Regions from separate parts of the Sus scrofa genome. Here region 1 is linked to region 2. The links are chromatin contacts, called in public promoter capture Hi-C maps. All regions are on one chromosome and are shown on one strand. The core of a region is the stretch at or near the end of the contact, and the rest is flanking DNA. Distances in the headings are between cores, read along the strand shown. Region 1 holds the start of GYPA (glycophorin-A). Region 2 holds the start of HHIP (hedgehog-interacting protein).

Region 1 (4,404 bases), core at 152-2,651, 360 kb after region 2:
GGGATGTTATGGTGTTCCTGAACATGCGTTTCAGTCAGAATGCAAGCATGACTGGGGAAGTGCCTGAAAGGGAAAAGTATAACTTCATGTCCTGCGCTGTTTGTTTCTCCCCCAGGTTTCACATTTTTCCTTCCATTGTGTGGACCCACCACTAGAGGGCACCATACAGTTCTGCTTTCACACAGCCGGTGCCTCATGCTGGGTCTGACCTGTTTCTACACTGAGAGCCTTACAGGTTTTGTCTGTCTTTAATGAGGTCACGGAGTGGCAACATATCTGCAGACGCGTCCTGGATCTGCCATTGCTGGGGCTGTGGCTGTGGTGTAGGCCAGCAGCTGCAGCTCTGATTCGACCCCTAGCCTGGGAACTTCCATATAGCACAGGTGTGACCCTAACAAGAAGACAGTAAGAACGATGATAGTAAAGCGCAGCTTCTTTTCACCAAGAGAGAAGTTGCTTTCCTCTGCAATATTCATTTGTGATTTATTAATTTAACAAATATTTACTGTCAACTCTACTCCTAACACTCGGTGGTAAGTAAGATAGCCCTAGGCAGGGCCTGCCTGCATAAGCTTAGAGTCTGCTGGGGACACAAAAATCATTGCAATGCACTATGATGTCCTAGACACAGGGAGGAACTGGTATGAGCACAGAGCAGGGACCCCTGATGCAGATGTAGGAAAGCAGGGCCAACTTCCTGGAGGAAGCAGTATTAAATTGAGCTCCTAAGCAGAACAGAAGTAGGGCCTGTAAGGGGAGAATGAGCATGTCCCAGGCAGACGGGACATAACAGAGGAAAAAAGAATCGAACGGGATTTTGATGTTTGTCCACACAGTTTTTGAGCCTGTTTTTTTCCACTTACCTATTTTATCCCCAGTCTCCATACCAACTACTTTTGAAAACATGATTTTAATAGCTAACTAATAGTCCCTTGTGAGGAGAATACCTAATTTATTCACCTGTTTTCAAAGGGAAGTAGCATTTTTAAAGCTAATGCTAACTGTTCTCCCCTTAAAAATAGGAAGTCATGGGGTGGGGGGAATAAAGTAAAAAAATTAAACAACTTCTTGCGTCGCCTGTATTCTTACATGGCTGTATGACCTGCCTTGAGTTGGAGTTATTTGAAACCTCAGAGCACGCCAGTGGGAATCACCATTCTCAAAGACACTCAATTCTCGCTTAAGAAGTCACTTCCACCCTGGCCCACAGGGTCTCCGCCTTAAAAAGGAGGAGGCGCCCTGCTCCCCAAAGCGAAAGCGACCAGCGCCTGGCTCAGGCCCTTGCAGTCTGTCTCAGGCCCTTGCAGTCTGTCTCTTGTCTCTGGTTTGTCCAATCAGGCAGCTCCTGCTGCTCCTACCTTGCCACGCCCACCGAGTTCATGCTGGGATATTTCACACGCAGCCACCAGTTCCCTGGAGTGAGGGAAGAGCTGGCTAAATACATTCATAATCCTGGGTAAGGAGATAGCCCCATATCTATATGGACACGCTGTTCACAACTTTGCACAGTTTAAAAATGCCACCCGGCCTATCTTCTGGTGCCAGAGAGGGTGGGTCTGAAAGATAAGAGCACGGAGGCTGAGGCCACAGACGACACTTCAGGTGTCTCTGGCAATTTTCTTGCACTGACCTTGGCCAGCCAGCTCATGATCTCAGGATGCACGGGAAAATGATCTTTGTATTACTCTTGGCAGGTGAGTGGAATTTTTTTCAGTCCGATGCTGATATAGGGGATATAGGATTATAGATCAAAAGATTAACTGTCCCCTTCGTCCTAGTGTACTTAGGGGCACAAATGAAGGAGTGGTATCACGGATCCCAGTCTGGTGGGGGGACTGGGATTGGGATTTGTCTGGTAAGGCAGATGAAATGGCCCCAGGGGCCCAGGAACTGTGGCTAGATTATGATTTCCCATCTCAGCAATTCTCAGCCCAGTTAGCAAGAAAAGAACTTTATTAACTACTATGAGCTACTATGAGAAACATTTCTGTGTGAAGGCCTGGGCTGCTTTATTGCTGTTTTCATGAGATTAACGTCTAAATTGAGGAATCATTCATGAAGGTGATGGTGGATATATGGCCCCCAGTTTTCAAAGAGTTTTCCGAAAAATTGTAATTTCCTCTTTCTCTTGCCAAAAGTCAGTCCAAGCTGCAAGCATGAGCTCTGAATCCATGAGGGAGTTGTTTCTCACTTTGTGGTCTATTACTGAGGGATGAGGCAGGAAAACAAACAAACAAACAAACAAACAAAACCAATTCTTATTGGCTTAGGTGTTATGTGGTTTGGAAGAACTCAAAATCAATTCATTAAAATAAAGATATAACACATGCGTATTATGAAGTGGTATCCAGTTAACATTATTTCTGGCCTTTTCCTGAGAGCGTTATGGTTCACATCTTCTCAGAGGCAGTGTTTATGTGTCAGAAATTCTAGGGCCCAGCACAGAGATAAGGAGCAGGCAATTACTCGAAATGTGTTGAGCCCCTCAGATGTGACTCTAACTCAAGCTAGAGCACGTTTCAAGGATTTCCTGGCCGTTCTGTATGAGATGGGGAAGGGAATGGAGCATTTTCTAAGATACACGAAGGGGTGAAAGAGGGTGAGGGTTCAAGCACAGACATCAAAGACAGACAGAACGAGGTTCAAATCTGGCTCCACATCGGAAAGCCTGGGGACCATGAAAGCAAGTGCCTTACTGGCTCTTTGCCTCAGTGTCTCCGTCTGTGGAAGGCAGTGTTGCTACCTGCCTGCCAGGAATCGCGTAAGGATGAAACAAAGCAATGGCTGTAATGTCCTCACTCTGGGGCCTGGCACACAGGAAAATCATAAATAAGTATTTAGCTGTGATAATGATGATAAACGAGGAAACGAACCTGGGTATGGGATGGCGATTTCTGAGAAGGGAGGGAAAATGGGAAAGTTACAGGAAAACAGATGACGAAGAAGACACTAGAAGACTAAGGGGCTCTCTCTCATCTTTTGTAAGTGGCCAAGGATGAAAACATTCAGTTGGGAGAAGGGAAAACACCTGGAAGGAATGTGGCGTAATATTTAAACATATCTAAATATGTGTAGAGCTCTGACACTGAAGGGACAAGGGGTGTTCTTATGTGGCTCCAGAGGGCAAGGTGTGGCGAGTCAATGGAATGAGACCCATTAGCCACTGGGAGCAGGGAGGGGCACAGGATTTGGAAAGAATTCCTGGAGAGGAAATCAGTTCCTGCTACAAGTGCTCAAGTAGCTAGCGGCCCACGACCTTTAAGGAGACTTCATGAGGTCAGCAAGGCCAGGTGACCAACACCAAAAGCAGTCAGCACATTTTTGCGTCTCCTGGATGCCATGAAAGGAACGCTCTGGATGGGACTCCTTTGTAGACAAAGAAAGACAAGATGTGGGAAAGAAAAGAAAAAAGACCAGAAAGAGAAGAAAGATGTGGGAAAAGATTTTCCCCCCTTACCCACCAGTTGAAGTGGAGAACCTGAAAAGTGTGAGTGAGGCAAGTTCAACATCCTTGATTCTGGAAAGGAAAAGAAAGACAGAGAGAGCATTTGCTTTCTCTCGTAATCCTAAAGCTAAAGCCAATATTTCTAAAAGTGTTTCGGGTGTCATCCTCCAAATAGAGAGTGCGTTTTTTCGAAATGATCTGGGTCCCAATCCCTGAGGTCAGTCACTCAGTTGTGCACTTGGTGTCAGGTGCCCAACAGCAAGGCCACACAGTGAGACAGAGCAGCTGCCCAGGGGATTGATGGTTCAGGGCGGGCGGGGCAGCCTCTGGGAGGGAACCCAGGCACTCGACAGAACAGTAAATGATTAAGGTAAGAAGAGACAGTGGGCAGTTCCCATCGTGGTGCAGCGGAAACAAATCCAACTAGGAACCATGGGGTTGTGGGTTCGATGCCTGGCCTCACTGAGTGGGTTAAGGATCTGGCATTGCCCTGAGCTGTGGTGTAGGTCGCAGATGTGGCTCAGATCCTGAGTTGCTGTGGCTGTGGTGTAGGCCCGCGGCCATAGCTCCGATTGCTCCCCTAGCCTGGGAACCTCCATATGCCGTGAGTGCAGCCCTAAAAAGAAAAAAAAAAAAAAAATAGAAGAAGAGAGAGTGAACAATAGCACAAAGCGAATTAAACCAGGGAAGATGATGAACATAGTGCAGAAGGCTGACACAAAGAAGGGAGGCAGGAAATTTTTCACCTTTTTGAGAGTTGAATAATGAGATGAGGGCAACCTTGCAAAATTTGGCAAGAGGGAGAGGGGAGAGGAAGGGAGAAAGTTCTGAGCCAGAAGAGGTCGTGTGGTTAAGGAACAGCCAAAGCTTTGACTTGAAAACGGGATTCTGATGCGAAGACGCCCTTAGAGCGAGCTCTGGGAATACAGACCACAATGACCCTCTTTGCTTTGTGCCTG
Region 2 (4,371 bases), core at 1,040-3,539:
CTGAAAGAGAATGATGTTCTCTAGTTTCACCCATTAGTGAACCAACTAACAAACACAATGGTGTTGTTGTTATTCTTTTGCCATAAGCAACAGGACTCTGTGTGTGGGCAGCAGTTTAGTGGGGAGGAGGATAAGTCGACCCCTTTTTGTCCTATTGATTTTTTCCTATTTGCATGACTTGAGCAAATTAAATGATGCAATATGGCTTTTTGTTACAAAACAAAGTGAGAGATACCACCCAGACACATATGTTGATTCGTAAGAGCTGTTTACATGAGAATAGAGTGAAATCTACCGTGAACTGAGCATAAAAATTAGATTCAGCCTGGGTATTTTTTTTTTTTTTTTTTAATGCCTGGGCCAGCAAGACTGGAGCACAAGTTTTCCAAGAGTCTCTCAGACCTTGACAACTGCAGTGTTGTAACAGAAGAATTCTTAATTAAACCTAAAATGGGGAAAGGGTGAGGGGGAGTAAAAACACCTGATTGTTTATTTCACACGCAGGGAGTGTTAATGACGTGATGCCCCGTCTCTCCTTGGAGTACAGTACAGGGCACACATGACTGCATCCCAAGACAAGAAAGATGGTGCAAACTCAAAGATAAGCATGTCTTTACACCCAACCGGCACAATTTTCTTATTTGTTTAAACTTATTAATACCGGGAAAATGTTAAATGCCATTAATCCTGAAACAAATGTCTAGAGAAGATCTTCCCAAACAACCACCTACCATTGGAAGCCCGAATTTATAATGTTATAAAACATGACAAACAGACGGAGAATCGCCGCGGGCTTATATGATAAACACGCCCCGGCAAAATCTTTCTCCCATTTTGGGGTTCTTAACTGGAACACCAGGAGTTCCTTTCTGCTGTTTAACTATTGTAATGCAAGACCCTCCCCCCCCGCCCCATTCTGACGGGGCTGAGGATCATAAACTAACCGTGCTTTAACATCCTTTACGATTCAATCCTCTCCCTAACCGAGCACGTGGAGAAAACTGCACAAATCTTTTTACCCTAGCAAAATAAACCGGAAACCACAGCCACCTTAATTTACAGTTTCGCCGCAGCCAATGCCGGATTCGATCCAGAAGACACTGTTAATCGCGATTCTTTTAAGATATTTACCCAGCTAGAATGCGGGTACCACAGAAGTCTCTTCCCTGAGAAAGGCAGTTTTGCACTGCATCCCGACCTCGGACTCTTGGGGGCGGGAGAGGTATATGCGCACCCCAGAGGAACACACAAATGAATCAGGCTAGCGCTTTAGAAAAGTTATCAAAAAGAACTCACCAAGCAAGTTCCACCCCTCTTCCAGCCACCAGCATTGCCAGAACCACACGGAATCCCACCCAGCCAGAATGCCATTCTCGCAGCTGTGAGGCGGGTGCGTGCCTACCTTGCTATCCAGGCGTCCCAGCCCCGGGCTGTCACTCCGCAGGCAGCAGGACAGCCGAGGGTAGAAGCCACCGCAGAGCATCTCTCCCCCACTCAGCAGCTCCAGCTGGGACATCATCCGCCTATCCCTCCTTTTCAGGCGCTTCGGGGGGTTCCCATTCAGGCACCTTCTCCTCCTCGCTCCGCTCCCTTCGCTTCTTTCCCCAAACTTAGCATCTCCTTCAAAGAAACCCAGAGCCACGGCCAGCAGCAGCAGCTTAAAGGAGAGCATCTTCAGCATCGTCTGCCCCGCGCGGCAGGGGCTGGGCGCGGGAGGATGGGGGTGGGGGGGACGCCACTGCCCAGCAGGGGCACTAGGGCGCAGCTCCAGGAGGAGGCTGAGGGGCGGCAGGACGCTTAAGAGGCAGAGAGAGGTGGCGGGGGCGAAAAGATGTAGAGCGATGCAACTTTGCAAAAAAATAAAAGACGAGGCGATGGGCCCAATACCTTGGCGGAGCCCGAGGAACGAGATAAAGTTGTGCGGTTGACACCGTTTGCGGTTGTGCCAGTGTCAGTTGGGTGGGGGGCTTTCTTCTGCGCCTGGGAAGTGGGAGGAGGAGAAGAAGTTGGAAGAGGAGGAGGAAGAAGAGGAGGAGAAGACGGTCACAGAGGTTCACTTGTCGGTGTAACGGGAGTTGTTTAGGTGACACAGTAGCAGGAACAGAAACGGCGACGGTGGCGGCGGGGCAGGCGGAGGCAGGGCCAGCGCTGGGCTCTAGATGATGCTGAGGTCTCCTCTGCCGGCGGCTGTAGCTTTTCACACAGCCTCTCATGTTTCGTTCCCTCTTTTCTTCTTCTTTTTAACTAGCGCGCGGGGAGGTGCTGCCACCGCGCGCCCCTTGACGTCACCGCTTCTCGCGCGCCCCCGCCCGGGCAGGGGGAGGGGCGGGGGCGGCCCCGGCGCGAGCGCGTCCCTGGGCCCCGCGGGCCTCGGGAGTGCGGCGGGGAGGGGCCACGGGCCGCGGTGGCGGGCAGAGGGGGAGGGCCCGGCGGAGCCCTCGGAGCCAGCCTCGAGGGCGCGGAACCCAGCGCGCCCGCCTGGCCGTACCGCCCGGGTGGGGGCGTGCACCGCCTTGGTGCCCCGGCCCGCCCGCCCGGGACTGGGGCGCCGCCCGGAGGTTCCCCGCCCGTCCTCTCTCCTCCCGCGGCCCCTCCGCACGACCCCAGGCGTGAGGCGGCCGAGCTGAGGCTCCAAAAGAAAGTGAGTAAGAGAGGGCTGCGGGAGGTGAGAAGGGAGGGAACCCTTCCAGGGCCTCCCCTACCCGGGCCCCGGCCCGCCCCTCGCCCGGGAGGGAGGATAAACCGGGTGGGCTGGAGTTGGCGGGAGGGAACTTTCCGGCCCCTTTCCCGCCCCTGACCCGTGACGACTCCCCCCTTCCCGCGGTGATTTCCAGTGTGAAGCTTGATCCGGTAAAAATCTCCCTGGGACTCTGATTCAGAAGCCGGGGGACAGCCCAGGTGCTGCAAAGCATTGAGAATGCTAAGATGGTTTGAAGCTTGGGCGGAGATGTACCCACATCCTTGCCAAAGGTTCTGCGCGCGCCTGAAGTGGCACAGGCGCGTGTGCTTGGGGTGGGATGTGGAGACCTCCCGGAAGGATAGCTCCCGCCTGAGTCCTGGGCGGGCTGGCCCCGGACGCTCCTTTCAAAGGTCGCACCTGTGCCCTGGAACTCAGCCGGGCCCCGCTGGCGCTTCCCCCAGCACGCAGGTTCCCCTACCCCAGGTGGAGGAGCAGAGAAGAAGCTGGCCTTGGAATCACCGTACATTTTAAATAGGGGAGAGAAAAAATTTCTGGGAAGATTTCCTCAGGGATGTAAACACAGGCGTCAGCTCGGGAGGAAGAATTAGTGGTAGATTTGCGGGCGGCGAGAAGTGGGATGCGCTGTGTAGCCCATGTATCTAAATAAGTTAACCTTTTCCTCCAGCTAGACAAAGTCTGCCTAAAGAAAGTGTTTCTAAAGTGATCTGTGCGTTATCCAGCATAGTGACTTGACCTTTACTGAATCCCTGAAAATTGGCCTCAGGAGGAGTCTCTACAGGGTTGCATCCCAAAACGTGCTTTCTGCCCCCTTGAGTAGTTAATAGGGGAGCTAATTTTCTGGGATATGGGTTTTGAGGAGATAAGGCAGTTTCCTCTTTTTGCCAGTGGAGGAACCTTCACCATATTTGGATTTGCTTCACTTCTTAGACACAGATTTTGCCTAGCTAATGGGAAGGTTGGGGACTGCGGGGGTGGATAGCTGATTAAACCAATTATTGTTAAAGTGGTCGCAGTGGCTGGATAAGACTTCTATGCCTTTCACTTCCTGGACCCGGATTTACTAGAGGAGCTAGGTTTTTCCCAAAAGAGGTGACAGATTAGAGTAACTGAAAAAGGATGTGCTGGGAATATTTAGTCCAGTCTTGAGCTCAGTGTAGGGCCCAGATGATGTACTTAACATTTTTCTCTCAGGGGCTGTTGTATGCCTGTGATTGCAAATGCTGCTTCTGATCCCACAGACTGCTGTATCTGACATTCTTCCTGCTTTGAAGACTTTTAATATAAAATAAATCATAGAGCTATAAAGACTTTAAGACTTTAAACTCTCGTTTAATAAACAAATCTGGAAACGAATCCCATCAAGATTAAATCACTTGCACAATCTCATCTAATTAGGTAGTTTAAAAACCAGGGCCTCAAACTAGGTTGCTTTCCACTATCTAAGACTTTATTCCCAAATGCCAGTTTTATGTTGTTTTCCCAAAATAAAAATCCTTTAAAAATTATATTTCAGTGGCTTAAGCTCACACCCCAAGTGATGAATTCATCTTAGTTTTGGAACAGGCCTTCCTATGGTTTGTACTTAAAGTCTAAGGACACTTAAAATAAGTTAACTTTGGTTTTAAAAAATTATGCAGATGTTATAACCTGTGCCCCTAAGTTAAAGCTAT

The links. Promoter capture Hi-C pulls out the DNA fragments that hold promoters and counts their contacts.
Region 1: a contact with region 2 is called in a promoter capture Hi-C map of fetal skeletal muscle, with 7 times the contacts expected there. The contact joins the promoter of GYPA here to the promoter of HHIP in region 2. A contact is called at or near these places in 2 of 5 promoter capture datasets (fetal liver and fetal skeletal muscle), 3 of 47 Hi-C or Micro-C datasets (embryonic fibroblasts and fibroblasts) and 1 of 2 datasets of contacts at active chromatin or transcription factors (alveolar macrophages).

Annotation. Positions count from the first base shown.
Region 1 is chr8:84,036,173-84,040,576 of Sscrofa11.1, forward strand. GYPA (glycophorin-A) reads left to right here and starts at 1,402. Exons shown (of 6, transcript XM_005656526.3): 1 at 1,402-1,694. The coding sequence starts at 1,658.
Region 2 is chr8:83,676,079-83,680,449 of Sscrofa11.1, forward strand. It overlaps HHIP (hedgehog-interacting protein), which reads right to left and starts at 2,290. Exons shown (of 14, transcript XM_021100665.1): 1 at 1,403-2,290. The coding sequence starts at 1,681. LOC100525237 reads left to right here and starts at 1,840. Exons shown (of 4, transcript XR_304986.3): 1 at 1,840-2,641.